3 separate regions of the Zea mays genome follow, and regions 2 and 3 are each linked to region 1. A link is a contact called in public Hi-C data. All regions are on one chromosome and are shown on one strand. The core of a region is the stretch at or near the end of the contact, and the rest is flanking DNA. Distances in the headings are between cores, read along the strand shown.

Region 1 (4,402 bases), core at 1,049-3,548:
AGCCGGGACGCCTAGTTCCACGATAGTGGCAAGGCAGGGGATTGCGGAACTGGGGGGAGGAGATGCTGCTGGGGCGGAGGCTGCGGCAGAACCCCGCACGCTAGCTGCAGGGTGCCGCGGCGAATCTCGTGGGAGAGCGGGGATCGTATGCGTTTAATTGTAGAGAAACACAAGCAGATTAAAACGCTAGCTGGCTGGAAGTGCTGGGCGCGGCGGAGGCGAGTAAAAGCGAGATGGATCGCGGCGGCAGGGCAGGGATTCGTTTCCATGCATGGCGATCGCGGCGCAGTAACTCGCACGCGCTGGAAATGGACCAAATCTTAGCCGCATCCAACACACTTACCGCATCGGGAATCCCGGATCCGGTCGAGGATCAGGCGCGCAAGGAGAAGGGATTTACCGGGAGCGTAGCGTAGTATCTGAAATTCATGCGCGTCAGATCGTCCCCCCCGCCGTCAATGCTGAGATACACAGCTCAGTTTCCTTTTCCTCTCATCGAGAATGAACGTAGTACGGCGTGCGTGGCTACCTATTTATACAGCGAAGATCAGGATGTGCGTGGAAGACAATACTGGTGAAGGTCGCGGCGGCGTACGTACGGGTCATGGTGAGCGGAGGAGAGGCCGCCGGGCGGAAGCGGAAGGCCTCGTCCGCCGCCGAGGACGTCACGTCGCCCGCGAGGCGGGAGCCGCGGCGAGGGCTGGGCGTGGCGGAGCTGGAGCGGATCAGGATGGCGCTCGAGATGGCCGAGCGCTGCTACGCCGCAGCCGCCGCGTCGTCGTCGTCCCTGCCTCCTCCGACGACGGCGGCTCTGGTCGTGCATGCGGCGGCGCCGGCGCACCGCCACCAACACGTACGTACGCGCGCATGACGATTCCGACGCAACCCACTCCACTCCACTCCACTCTCTCCGCGTTCACGATTCCTGATGAGAAAATGAAGAGAGAGAGAGAGAGAGAGAGCGAGCGGCTTTGATCTCAGCACAAGAATTTATCTACAGGTCGTCGGAAATGGAGCTGCTCATCAACTGCAAATGGCCAGAGGGTATTTGACTCCGTATTACCTCGCCCAGCATTACTATGCCAATGATCCTTTGACCAGCAGGCAAGTATTTTTTTTACTACTCCTACACAGTTGCATTTGTGTAATGTAATCTAAACCATCATACATGATGGTTATATGTGCGTCGTCGCCAGCAGGCTGTTTACGACGAACGGCGGCGGTCACCCTTCGTCCCATCACAACCATACTCGTCAGGACGATCAGATCCAGAGCGCTGTCACTATACAGGCTGCCTCGTCTGAGGTATCTGTTTTTCTTCTTCTCAAATTATAAAGCTATTTTAATTTTTTAAGAGTCAAAAGATATACTAAGTTCGACTAAGTTTATATAATAAAATAATATTATTTACGATACTAAATAATTATAATAAAATTTATTGTTTACAGTATAACTATTCGATACCATAAAAAAAATATTTCTATATTTGTTATCGAGATACTTTGACTTATAAAATATTTAGGATAATTTAAAATGATTAAACTAATATATATATATATATATATATAATAAAAGATACCTAGAAAAATTCTAAACAAATAGAATTTAGAGCGGAGCAAGTAAATTACCGAACCTTTATCCCCGTAATCTACCGATTCAATTTTCAGTGGCGAGAATGTTCATTACAGTACGGTTTTACCCGGTCTGACGTGCAGAGCTCATCATCGGTGAGCCAGTGGCAGCAGGGTCACCGGCGAGCGCGTGCCAAGCCCAAGCCTGGCCAGACGACGGCGCCGCCCCAGGTCGCATTCGTGGACCTCGGAGACTCGGACGACGACAATGGCGGCGGCGACGTCGAGGAGCTGGACTTGGAGCTCAAACTATAGAACGAAGTAGGATTTTTGCTGTCCAAATGTTAGGTTCTCGATCCAACAATGTGTTAATTAAATTCTTTATCTGCATGGCTGCACTGCATAGAAGCTGTCAAAATCCATTACTACAGCTGGTACACACTTCGAGCGTACCGTACGTATATTCCATTGTGTAGAGCAGTTTGGTTTCCTGTGAGTATAAATAAATATATAACGTTTACTGTTTCGTCGTGTAATAAAAATAAAATAAAAGTCGTCTTGCCGCGCCGTTGACGTAAGATTTGCACGGCGCCTTCCACTCTGCCCCTGTCCCTACTATAAAAGCGTTCGCCCCCCGTCATTTTGATAAAAACCATGTAAAAATATATCTAAATAAAATATAAAATAAAAGGCTCGACGTCGTCGTCACCTCTCTCGCCGTCCACGAGTCACGGCGGGCGGGCGGCGGCGGCGGCCGGGGGTCCCGGTTGCACACGGCTCGCCACCATGCCTGACCCCACCACCAAACTCCCCTCTCCACGCCCCCGCCGGCGCCGCAGGCTCTTCAGCCTCTGCCTCGGCACAGCGCTCCTCGCGCTCATCGTCTCCGCGCTCGTCCACGTCGTCGCCCAGCCGCCGGGTCCCGCTCCCGCCTCCGCGCGCTTCTCCGTCATCATAGACGGAGGCAGCACGGGCACCCGGGCCCACGTCTTCGCGGCGGGGCCCGACGGCCGCCCGGATCTGGCGCGCTCCACCGTGATGCGCGTCTCCCCGGGCCTCTCGTCCTTCGCCGCCGACCCGGCGCGGGCCGGGGAGTCCCTGAAGCCTCTGTTAGATTTTGCGAGGGATAAGATTGGCGGCGCCGTTAGGGAGGCGGAGGTGCGGCTCATGGCCACCGCAGGGCTGCGCCTGCTCGAGGAGCGCGCCCAGGAGGCGATCTTAGCGTCTTGTAGGGACGTTCTACGAGCCTCTGGGTTCCGGTTCGAGGACGCGTGGGCCAAGGTGATCCCAGGTACTGCTTGTCCCTTGCCATTTTCTGCCATCTGGGGCAAGTCACTGTACTTTAGCTGTAAAATGTTCGGTCGCTGATTGCACTATGGATAGGGGATTGGATGCTTAAGCTCTAAAATGCTCGGTCTGATTGCATTGTGGTAAGGGAATTGGGTTTTTAAATTAGATGACCAATAATGCAATGAATTGGAAATGCTAACTGATTCCAGGTGTGTTGTGTATGTAAAGAGAGTGCCAATTGCTGCGGGTTTGTTGTTGCAAATCTGCAATAGATGTGAGTCGATGGATTTAGAAATGACTAGCAGAAATATGTAGTGGAGATGCAGCTTTAGGGGATTCCTATATGACACTTCTGTTGGTTGACTAAGAAAAAACTGGAATCAATATGACGGCATGCAGCAATTTATAACCAATCTATGCAGTGCAAATTAGTAACTAGCTTAATTTCGTTGTTTGTGTGTTTTTTTTGGGAGGGGGGGGGGGGGGGGGTTATGGTGTGTAAAAGTGTTTTTTGTATCATTAGCTGTTACACTTGCTGGTTCTTCTTTTACAGGCTCGGATGAAGGTGTCTATGCTTGGGTTGCGGCAAATTATGCTCTTGGAAGACTTGGAGGGGATCCTAACAAAACCGTTGGAATAATTGAACTTGGGGGCGCTTCAGCTCAGGTTTAGTGATGAGTGCATACACAGTTTATGATCTTGCATCTTGCTTAGCTACAGTGCATGCTAATGAGTCCCTGACACTGTACTAACATTGAAAAGGGCTCAGCTGAAATTATGATTTCTTTAAACTTTATAAATGCCTTCAGTAATATAGGAATACAGGATGGTCAAATTCCACTTGTGGTTTTTTTATGTCAATACATATAATAGTTTTTTTTGTAATATTCCAAACATATTTTTCTTTACGAAAGTAACTGTTGCTGTTTTGTTTCAGCTTACCTTTGTTTCTGATGAAGTACTTCCACCCAAACTGTCATATAATTATACTTTTGGTGAAACAACATACACTCTCTATACCAACAGCTTTTTAAACTTTGGTCAAGTGAGTTATCTATATCCAAAGACTCTTCTACTTTGTATAATCTTATGGATCCTGGGCTGACAAACCAGTTACTTCTGCAGAATGCAGCTCAAGACTCATTCCATGAAATGCTGAGGTCAAGAGGTATTTATTTTGCCTTACTAGTATAGGCAGTCTAGACTTCACCACTCACCTAAGCTTTGTTTTTGAGACCTTGTGGTGTTCTTTTCCTGTGTCATTGGGGACATGCATTTGTCCTAGGCACCTAGGCGTAACTCGTAAGTATGACCTTGTGATGTCCCATGGTGGTGGGGGCACTCCTGGATGCCTAAAAAACAATGCTTGCAATTATAATTAGGAATTCAGTACCTGATGTACAAGGGAACTAAATCTCACAAAATATATACTCTGAATGAAGAGTTCATTCACACGACTAGACACTACTTAATGAACAATGTGCGTATAAGTATTTCTTACTACAATTATTTTGGTATTCTATGTAAGTGCAAATGTACCT
Region 2 (4,402 bases), core at 1,283-3,782, 400 kb after region 1:
GCTCTCCTGCATATTCAAGAAAAAACAATATAATTTACTTCCAGTTTTTCATTTAACTGAAAATGTTAGGTCTAGGCAATCTATTTATTTTTTCTGCCTATGCTTTAAATGGGACCAACAGAATATAGCTGTATCAGAAAACTTTTAACCATGTCATGATGTTCTCGGAAAATTTAAGTTAGTAATTTGGAGAAAAGGTATTCTCAATTCAGTTCTCATTTGTGTATAAGGATAGACTCTGTTGTATTTTCTCCACGACTTGTTTATTGTATTTTTGTCTTTTGTGTGGGTATCAATTGTTATGGACTATGATTTTGCCCTGCAGATGCCAGCCGGTCTCTGACTGAGCACTTAAATGATGAATATCGTCACCATATGCTCCAAGCTGAAATATTTCACATAGCGTCATCCTGTTTACCTTTTCCAGGTACATACAATCAAATATTTTTTTTTCGTTTTATTTGATACCCTGATAAAAATCTAAAATCGAGACGCCACTGCAGAACCAAATTCATCAGAAACGCCTCAGAAGAAGAGGAACCATATTCCTCTCCTGTCACGAGAGACAGAGCGTAAGTTTGTGATCTTTTTATATGCTAGATTCTCAGAATATTTCTCCTGTCATCACGTTTCTATATGGACAAACCACTGCTTTACGTGTGGCCCATCAGCTTCCAGTACCATCTTGAATTTTCTGACAGTATATTTGACTCTGGGTTGCCAATACTAAACCATAAATTTGGCCCATCGTGCATGTGTATCTAATGCCCATCCCTATCTAATAAGGGCACTGCTATACATTTTCGCTCTTCCAAGGCAGTGCTTAGTTTCAACATTTTCTCTTGCACATCTGAAACAAAGGTTTCCTGGTTTTCTTATTTTCAGCTTCTTACGAGGAGCGCATATCGAAAGTCAAAGCGAAGCTGGCTGATAATCTCAAGTAGAGCCACCGTTTTCAATTGTTACACCAATACTTGGAAGAGAACTTATGGAACTGTAGAAGGTTTCTTCCAAAAGCCTATATGTATGTTCAGTTGGTTTCACTATTTTATTTCACTCTGGAGCCATGCGTTTGTTTTTTTTCCCATAAATACTTTGGTGCTGCAGGAGGCAATCCCTCTTTATGCCGGTCTTCGCCTTCTTAAGCTTGGCAGGTTTATGACGTGCGCTTTTTTTATGGCAAAATTGGATCTGTTAACATGTGGAGATGGAAATTACCCGGAAACATGAGCTTAGCGTGGATTTTACCATTTTGAGGTGTTAGAAAAGCGTGCTGCCTATTTTAGACTAGATATACAGACTAAAACATATGGAGCCCCACATTTCGGGTATTGTCAAGTTGTGCGTTTCACTTTCAAAATAGTGTAAGGGCCTTGTGTTTTTTTTCTTCTTCTGAATTTGTTGTAAAATAGTCTAGCATCCCTTGCAAAGAGGGGGTAATGTTGTTGTCACATGATGGTGTGTACCAAAGTGTAGTAAAGCATCCCTTGCAAAGAGGGGGTGGTAGTGTCCTGTATGTTTTTTTAAGCAAATGTGACAAACTATATAAGAAATGAATATTTCATGTGAGTTATGTATTTCCAGCCGTATTATTTAGGTTACTTGCATTCATATTTAAGCAGCTTACAAGGAATGCACGTTACTCTGAGATCAGAATCATTTAAGTGTCCATCTACCCTTTCCTTGCTTACAGGGCACCCCATCTCTTGGTGACTGTCGTTCGCTACAGGATGACGGCAAAGCTTTATTTAGCGCTGGTCGGTGTCAGTGTCACTCATATGGTTGTTAGAGCTCATGCTCAGGGATTTCTGAATGCTGAGGCCTTGGATCTTCTCGCTCCCAAGGCCACGGGCAGGAAATCACAAACGGGAGAAGTTCTATGGTGTAACACCCTTGTACTTGCACAGTTTTACAGCAAATCAAATGATAGCAGAGTAGCAGGAAGTACCATGTTTTAATTCCTCTTTCTGATCAATGGACTTTTAGGACCAATTTGGAGGCAAAACCAGAGAGTTTCTCTCCCATCAAGAATTAAATGCCTTGTACAAATGACACCCCACGCAAAGATCACAAGGGAATTTAAGTTTCAAACTAGCCCTTAGGGGATTTCTCAAATAAAGCTATGCTGCCCATTCTGAGTTCTGACTGCATTGTCCGAGTATTTGTACGATGCTATCTACTGTATGCATTTTTTTATCTCTAATGTATAAAGCACTAGATTTCAAAGTTCCACCTTTATCGTAAGTTCCACCTTTATCTGCCCTTCCCATTTAAATGATAAAAAACTAAAATTATGTATAAATGAGGATTCAAACCATAGTTGTTGGGTTTAAACCCATGTTCACATCTTACTAACATAATTTACATGTTTTTATGTTTTATATACTTTGCTATAAATGAGAAACCGATACTTTACTAGCTTGTTGTATCATCATCTTTACGTAGCTTTTTTTTTTAGTAAAGACAATAACTAATATACAATCATATGTTATGTGCAAGCGTGGCTACCAACCTATAGTCTTAAACCGTCAACAAATGCAGTTTGGTGATATGAGCAGCAAACAGAGATTAGAGAGGCAGCAAAGAAAGATAACAGAAGAGACAGACGGAAAGAACACCGGAGGCGGAGAGCCACAGGAGGAGGAGCTCGAGGGACGACGACCAGCTGAATTAGGACTGGAGGGGGCAGACGACGTCGTCGTAGCGGCAGCAGCAGGAGAAGGGAAGACTCAAACGAGGGATCTCCGAGAGAGGAGTGTGGTAGGCAGGAAGAAAGAATAAGGCGAGCCGAGAGCCATTCGCATGGAGGCGGCGATGGATCTGATGCGGCGGATGCCGCCACGGAGCGCGGAGACGGCGCTCAACGCGCTGCTCTCCCTCCTCCCCGACCACTCCCTCGACCTCCTCTCCCAGGTCGACCTCCCGCTCCAGGTATCCCTCCTTCGCCGTTTCGGTTCGGGCCTCTACGTCCTCTGGTTCGGATAGGGATTAAACTGCGCCAACACATTTGCTCCCTTCGTCTCGAATCGCTCGCGGGGATTGGATGCTCCGCCGAGCGTGGGTTTGTTGGCCGTGCCATTTTTGCGCCGTGTTCGTCGAGAAATGCGCGTTTCTTGCCTTGGCACCTGTACTGTACTGCGCATGGTTCTTCTGAATCCAGGTCACATGTCAGGTAGAATCACGCTGGTCCAACCCATTTTTGCAGGTTTCAGTGGCACCGAATCTGAATTATGCTGCCCGCCGACTGAATGCTTCCCTGTGTCACGTGCAGTTAGATTCTTCAATTCTGTCTGCTTACACAAGGTTAAACGGTTTATTGTTTTTCAGGTTTGCATGGATAAGGAGAGCCTGAAGGAATACATTCTATGCGAATATAACCGTGATGCTGACTCCTACCGGTCAGAAATTCACGATTTCCTCCATCGTCACATTTACATTTTGTTCATGTTCTCCACCAGCACTGGACTGTCATTATTTTGTAGCGCATGTTGCAAAATAGACTCTCATTGCAGTGCCTGATCTGAATGAATAAACATGACCCACACCAGAACTTTAAATCCTTTTTGGAGGAAGCTCTTATTTTTTCCCTCAAACACCAGGAGAGCTGCATATCTTTAGGCTGTCTCCAGCAAGGTTCTCTAAATTTCGTCCTCTAAAGAAATATTCTTTGTCCTTTACAGCATCCTCTAAAAAATTTTGTCCTCTATATCTTCTTCATCTCCGGCAACATCCTCTAAAACCGGTCCTCTATATCTACAGTTTTAACATAATCCATATATTATTAATAAAACAAATATCCGTGATCATTGCATGCATATTAATCCGTATTTATTTACAAAATTACGAGACATTTAAATACTGCAAATTATTTTTTATTCATATTAATAAATATGTTGTACAGCTGCACTCGCACAGTGGCACAATTGCATTTTTTCTCTTTGTTGGATGCTCGTCCGGTGACTTTCGCATCGCGCTGCCGCTTTTCCTCACTGGCCGAGCTCGTCCGCTGCTGCTCCTCCTCGATCGCCATGCACCACGCCGCAGACGAGCTCCTCCGTTCTTCTGCTCCTCGCCTACTGTCGCGCTCGTGCTCCTCCAGGCGGTCCGCCGCACAAGCTCGTCCTTGTCCCTGGTGATTTGCTGCGCGGGCTGCTTCTCGTCTTTGGCGATCGGCGCTGGCGATCGGCGCGTGTGCTCCTCCTCGTCCCCGACGATTCGATTCACTGGACGGGCGGGCTGCTTCTCGTCTTCGGCGGCGGCCGATGTCTATTGTGTTGCCCACGCTCATTGGCCGGATAGCGGACGCACAACCATCCGCCACAAATAGCGTGCGCAAGGACCATCCTCTACTTTACCGGAACCTTTACATCCTTGTTGGACACGATACAGGATGTTTGGTTCT
Region 3 (4,402 bases), core at 878-3,377, 260 kb before region 1:
TTACAAAAATATCCTACAAACTCACAAGTCAGTAGAGCAAAGTTTGATAAAGTACAAAAGTAGTGTTAAAGCAACTATTTTGCACTAACACTAATTCATCTTATGCAAGCCTCTAAATAATTCTAGTAGGTCTTTAGTTTATTTTGATCAATGCAACCTACTTAGCAAGGAATACAATTATTACTAATTACAATACAGAAATATCATACAAGTAGATAAATGTAATTGCAAAAGTAAATATAGTGAACAAACCACACGAGACAAGAAACAATACAAGATACTTTCTTGAGGTTTGGTTGCCCGTCAACAATCTATGTCCTTTGAAGTGCCACAAGACACTATGCAGCCAAATTGATACAAAAGGACACTGAACACGGGAATCCAATATTACATGTATATAAATAGTGAGCCATATACATGAGGGCTTTTTAACTTCAATGAATCTCGAGACCAAATCCAGGACTGGCGTCACTATAATCCAGAGTTTGGGCTACCGGTACACCTACAAAAATCTCAAGAGGAATTTCAGTATTGCTGCCTAGGTGGCTTCGACTCTGCTACCGTAACACGGATCTGTCTGCCGTCCAAGTCCTGCAGGGTAATGATAAACCAATTCAGTACATCCTGAAAGACGACTAGACTTCAACTTTCGAAGGCTGTGGCGTGAGCAGCTAGGGGAAAAAAGAGTGATTCAGAACTCACAGCGCCATCGAGATTAGATATTGCATTCTCAACCTCTTCGGCGGAACCGTACGTGACAAAACCAAACCCCCTTGACCTTCCACTCTCCCTGTCATAGATGATCCTTGCTTCCAGTACCTCACCTTGCTCACTGAACAGGTTTGCGAGAGCTGAATTGTCAACTCCCCAGGAAAGGTTACCCACGTAGACCCTGTTGGCATCACCCCTGGGTCTTTGCGGTGACGGTGATGACCGATCTCTGGGTGGTGGCGGCCCAGAGTTCACCCTCAAACTTCTTCCATCAAGCACCTATATTTCGAGAGATCATGTCCGATACATAAGAAAATGAACAACTTCTAGACATTCTGTAACAGAATATACTCAATCAAGGAAACAGAATACAAATGCTCTATCTGAATCCTTAAGAGTAACCATTAACTTAGAACTTGATTTATGCAATGCAGGATCTGGTGCGGAGACATGAATGAACATCACGGAATTCCTAGAGTATTGCAAAGGTCACAATTCCAGGTAAATAAACAATGTCGCACATTAGGAGAATGATCCATTGTGACAGCAAAAGAAGGTGCATAGCTCTGGAAGAACCGGAGTGAACTCACATAGCCATTAAATTGGTCAACAGCCACCTCAACCTCTTCGACCGAAGACATGGTCACAAACCCGAATCCACGGCTTCTTCCCGTCAATTTGTCATAGATAACCTGCAACAAAATGCAATGCTATCAATTGGCAAAAAAAATTGATATATCTTATTGATGGGGGTGGCCTACTGAAAGAAGTTATGACCCAACTAATTGCGTTGTTGACTGTAGTTAGTATTCTTATTGCCTATACCGCAGCTAACAGTAGGCATATTCTGTCTCTCAACTTTGATAGCACTCAATATCAGTTAATTTCCCAGCAGCATGAACACTAGGATCGCCAAATTTATAGGCGAAGTATAATAGAAGAAAAAACGAAATGTGATCACTAGGGCCTACTGATTATCGAATGCATATACGACACCCACCTCGACCATCTCGACGGAGCCGGCCTGCTCGAAAAGTCCCGCGAGCTGGGCGCTGTCGACGCTGAACGGAAGGTTACCGACGAAGACCCTGAGATCATCTGAAAACTCGTCCCCGCCCGAACGCCCCTCCGCCTCGAGCTCCTCCGTCACGGCCGCGGTCGCGGCCGCTCGCACGGGCTCGAGCGGCCTAAAGCCCACCGCCGCGGCGGACAGCGCGTGGAGCTGCGGCAGCCCCGATGGGAAGGCGGCGGCGGACGGGGCGGCGGCGGCGGGCTTAGCGGAGAGGGAGAGGAACTGGGGCAAGAGGGAGGTGGAGAATAGCGTGGCCGCCATGGGAAGGGCAGAGCCGCAGAGGTGTGGGTTCGGTTTTGGGCTGATAGGGTTTTGGGGATAAGGTGAGGACAGAGGACTGGACAGAAGAGGGAGCAAGGGACACCGGGTGGGTTTGTAGTCAGTGATGCGGGTTCGTTTCTGGCCCGATGTATTGGGCCGCAAAACCGTCAGATACAGCAGCAACCTTTTTAGGTGGGCTGTGGACCAATCTATAATATTTGTTTAACATTTTTTTTTTGGCATGGATGCAATACTACGGTATGATTAAGCCCATGTACTGCAACAGGAACAGGAACAAAAAAAAAGCCACGAGATGTTTGATAGCCAAGCCAAAATCAAGATCATGGTAAATTCAATCTTGCACACATAACAAAATACTTCCTCCGTCCCAATATAATATTCGTTTTAGGTCATTGTTTTTGTTTCCATATTCAAATTGGTGACAATGAACCCTAGACAACGCCCTAAAACGGATACTATTTTGACACAGATCTTTGCGGCGAGTAATTTGTAGCAAATTTTCGCTTTGCCCAAGAACAATAGTAACGGTCCCTGAACAATTACCAAATAGTTAGGACCGTCCTAACATGTTGTTGTAGCAAATCATCCTGACATGGACCAAATCAATTTGCCTAGCTACCAATTATTATTTAGTTACAATATGAATAAAAAGGATATACGATTAGAACCTTCTGGATGGCACAAATAATCTCACAAATGCCTATCATAAGTAAAAGTAGATTATCACTGTAAACTGTCACAGTGGCCTATTTTGAATAATACATATATCAACCGACACAAATCAGTTTAGAAATTTTGATAGCATTAAACATTTACTTACATATGTTATTGTTTCTACATGTGTGCCCCACATCAATCGATAAGTAAGCAATTACATGTATGTATGGTCAAAACAAGCAAGAAATAAGGTCGCTAGAATTGTTCTAGTAATGCGCCAAGTGCATAAAAGAAAACATGGTGTGTTAAATAACCTCGAGGATTAGTTTGAGAGCCAGAAAACCGGAAGAAATTGAAGTGGTTAAATTCTCTTCTTATTCAAAACTGAATAAGAAGGAGAATCTAATCCCTCTAATCTTCTCCGATTTTATGGCTCCCAAACTAAACCTAAGAGCTTGATCTCGCTCCATCAATCATGATGCCGCCAAGAGATTCATCTCCTTCGTACAAAAGTTGACAGTGGTCTGATTACCGACTTTCATTGCACAGCGGCCATCCCTTGCAAGTCCGGCCCCTACGTACCATTGCAGTCCAGGAGATGATACTAGTCTCTTCTGAAGAGAGAAGTGGCTTAGCTTGTTCTACGTAACCAAGAGCTTCATTTGACTATGTACTAGCATCATTCAGTGAATTCCGCACCTCCATGCATGGACTCAAGGATCCGCACGACATCATCAAGCAAACTGATGATTTAGTACACAGGGAAACCAGGGAGTTACTAACCTCTCGGCCATTGCATTCCATCCACTCTGCACGACAATCTTGTGAAAGGAGGTACATATATGGATAACAATAGGCTCTAAATTTTATTTACGCTATAAGATTTAAGAATTGGATTGGATTAGAATCAGACTCTATTTCTATTTATTTTTAAACTAAAATTTATTTAATGCTCTACTATTTTGTGAAATAGCATTTAGATCGTAATCTATTACCACCCTTAGGTACATGGCGATGTGTGCATTGCCCACGGGGAGCAGGGCCCGGCAGACCAACTCGGAGGAGGCGACCGTGCATCATCACTCCAGAAGCAGGGCTTTGGAGTGCCGCGGTGAGCGAGAACTTGTCGAGCGCGTAGGAGAAGAGCGCGAGCGAGTCGCGTGGCTGCTCGGGGCTAGGGCTAGCCCTAGAAAGTTTATGGTTATGGCCAACAATGGTCGACCGAGAGAGGCTATATATGGCCAACTTGGCGACGGCCAGCATAAGCATGGCTAGAGGAGGCTACTACTGGCTGGAGCCTGGTCATATATAGGAGGCTATAGCTGGCTGCGACTTGGGTGGAGCTGGCTGTGGTGAGCATGAAGGGGTGGCTACCAATCTTTGGGGTAGCACAATCTTTGGTGTGAGGAAGGGAAGGAGATGAATATGTGAGTAGTAGTAAGGATGAAAATGAATATGATTAGTCATGATAACCATTCTACTATTTTTATTTTCATATTTTATTTTGGAAAAAGGACCATTGGAAACGCAATCGACGACGGGACTAATAGGATGACGAAAACGAACCAAAACAAATGGAACATGATCGGAAACAGACATAAAAAGTGAGAACATCGCCACATAGAGTATAAAAATGAAGTAGTATTTTGATCAACTGAAACATCTTATCTAGACATATAG

The links. Hi-C and Micro-C count contacts between places; a contact is called where the count stands out from the background.
Region 2: a contact with region 1 is called in a Hi-C map of leaf, with 6 times the contacts expected there. The contact joins the promoter of LOC100193381 here to the promoter of LOC100273224 in region 1. A contact is called at or near these places in 3 of 25 Hi-C or Micro-C datasets (leaf and leaf mesophyll).
Region 3: a contact with region 1 is called in a Hi-C map of ear, with 2.6 times the contacts expected there. The contact joins the promoter of LOC100282223 here to the promoter of LOC100273224 in region 1. A contact is called at or near these places in 5 of 25 Hi-C or Micro-C datasets (ear, leaf, leaf mesophyll and 1 more).

Annotation. Positions count from the first base shown.
Region 1 is chr1:65,508,729-65,513,130 of Zm-B73-REFERENCE-NAM-5.0, forward strand. LOC100273224 reads left to right here and starts at 2,299. Exons shown (of 8, transcript NM_001147666.1): 1 at 2,299-2,862; 2 at 3,415-3,527; 3 at 3,799-3,906; 4 at 3,987-4,029. The coding sequence starts at 2,358.
Region 2 is chr1:65,905,384-65,909,785 of Zm-B73-REFERENCE-NAM-5.0, forward strand. LOC100193381 reads left to right here and starts at 2,533. Exons shown (of 8, transcript NM_001138510.1): 1 at 2,533-2,931; 2 at 3,328-3,398. The coding sequence starts at 2,803. It overlaps LOC100279238 (pseudouridylate synthase), which reads left to right. Exons shown (of 18, transcript NR_158723.1): 15 at 326-427; 16 at 504-572; 17 at 886-1,024; 18 at 1,694-2,046.
Region 3 is chr1:65,250,088-65,254,489 of Zm-B73-REFERENCE-NAM-5.0, forward strand. LOC100282223 reads right to left here and starts at 2,128. Exons shown (of 4, transcript NM_001371844.1): 1 at 1,712-2,128; 2 at 1,302-1,403; 3 at 703-990; 4 at 241-591. The coding sequence starts at 2,044. The coding sequence ends at 526.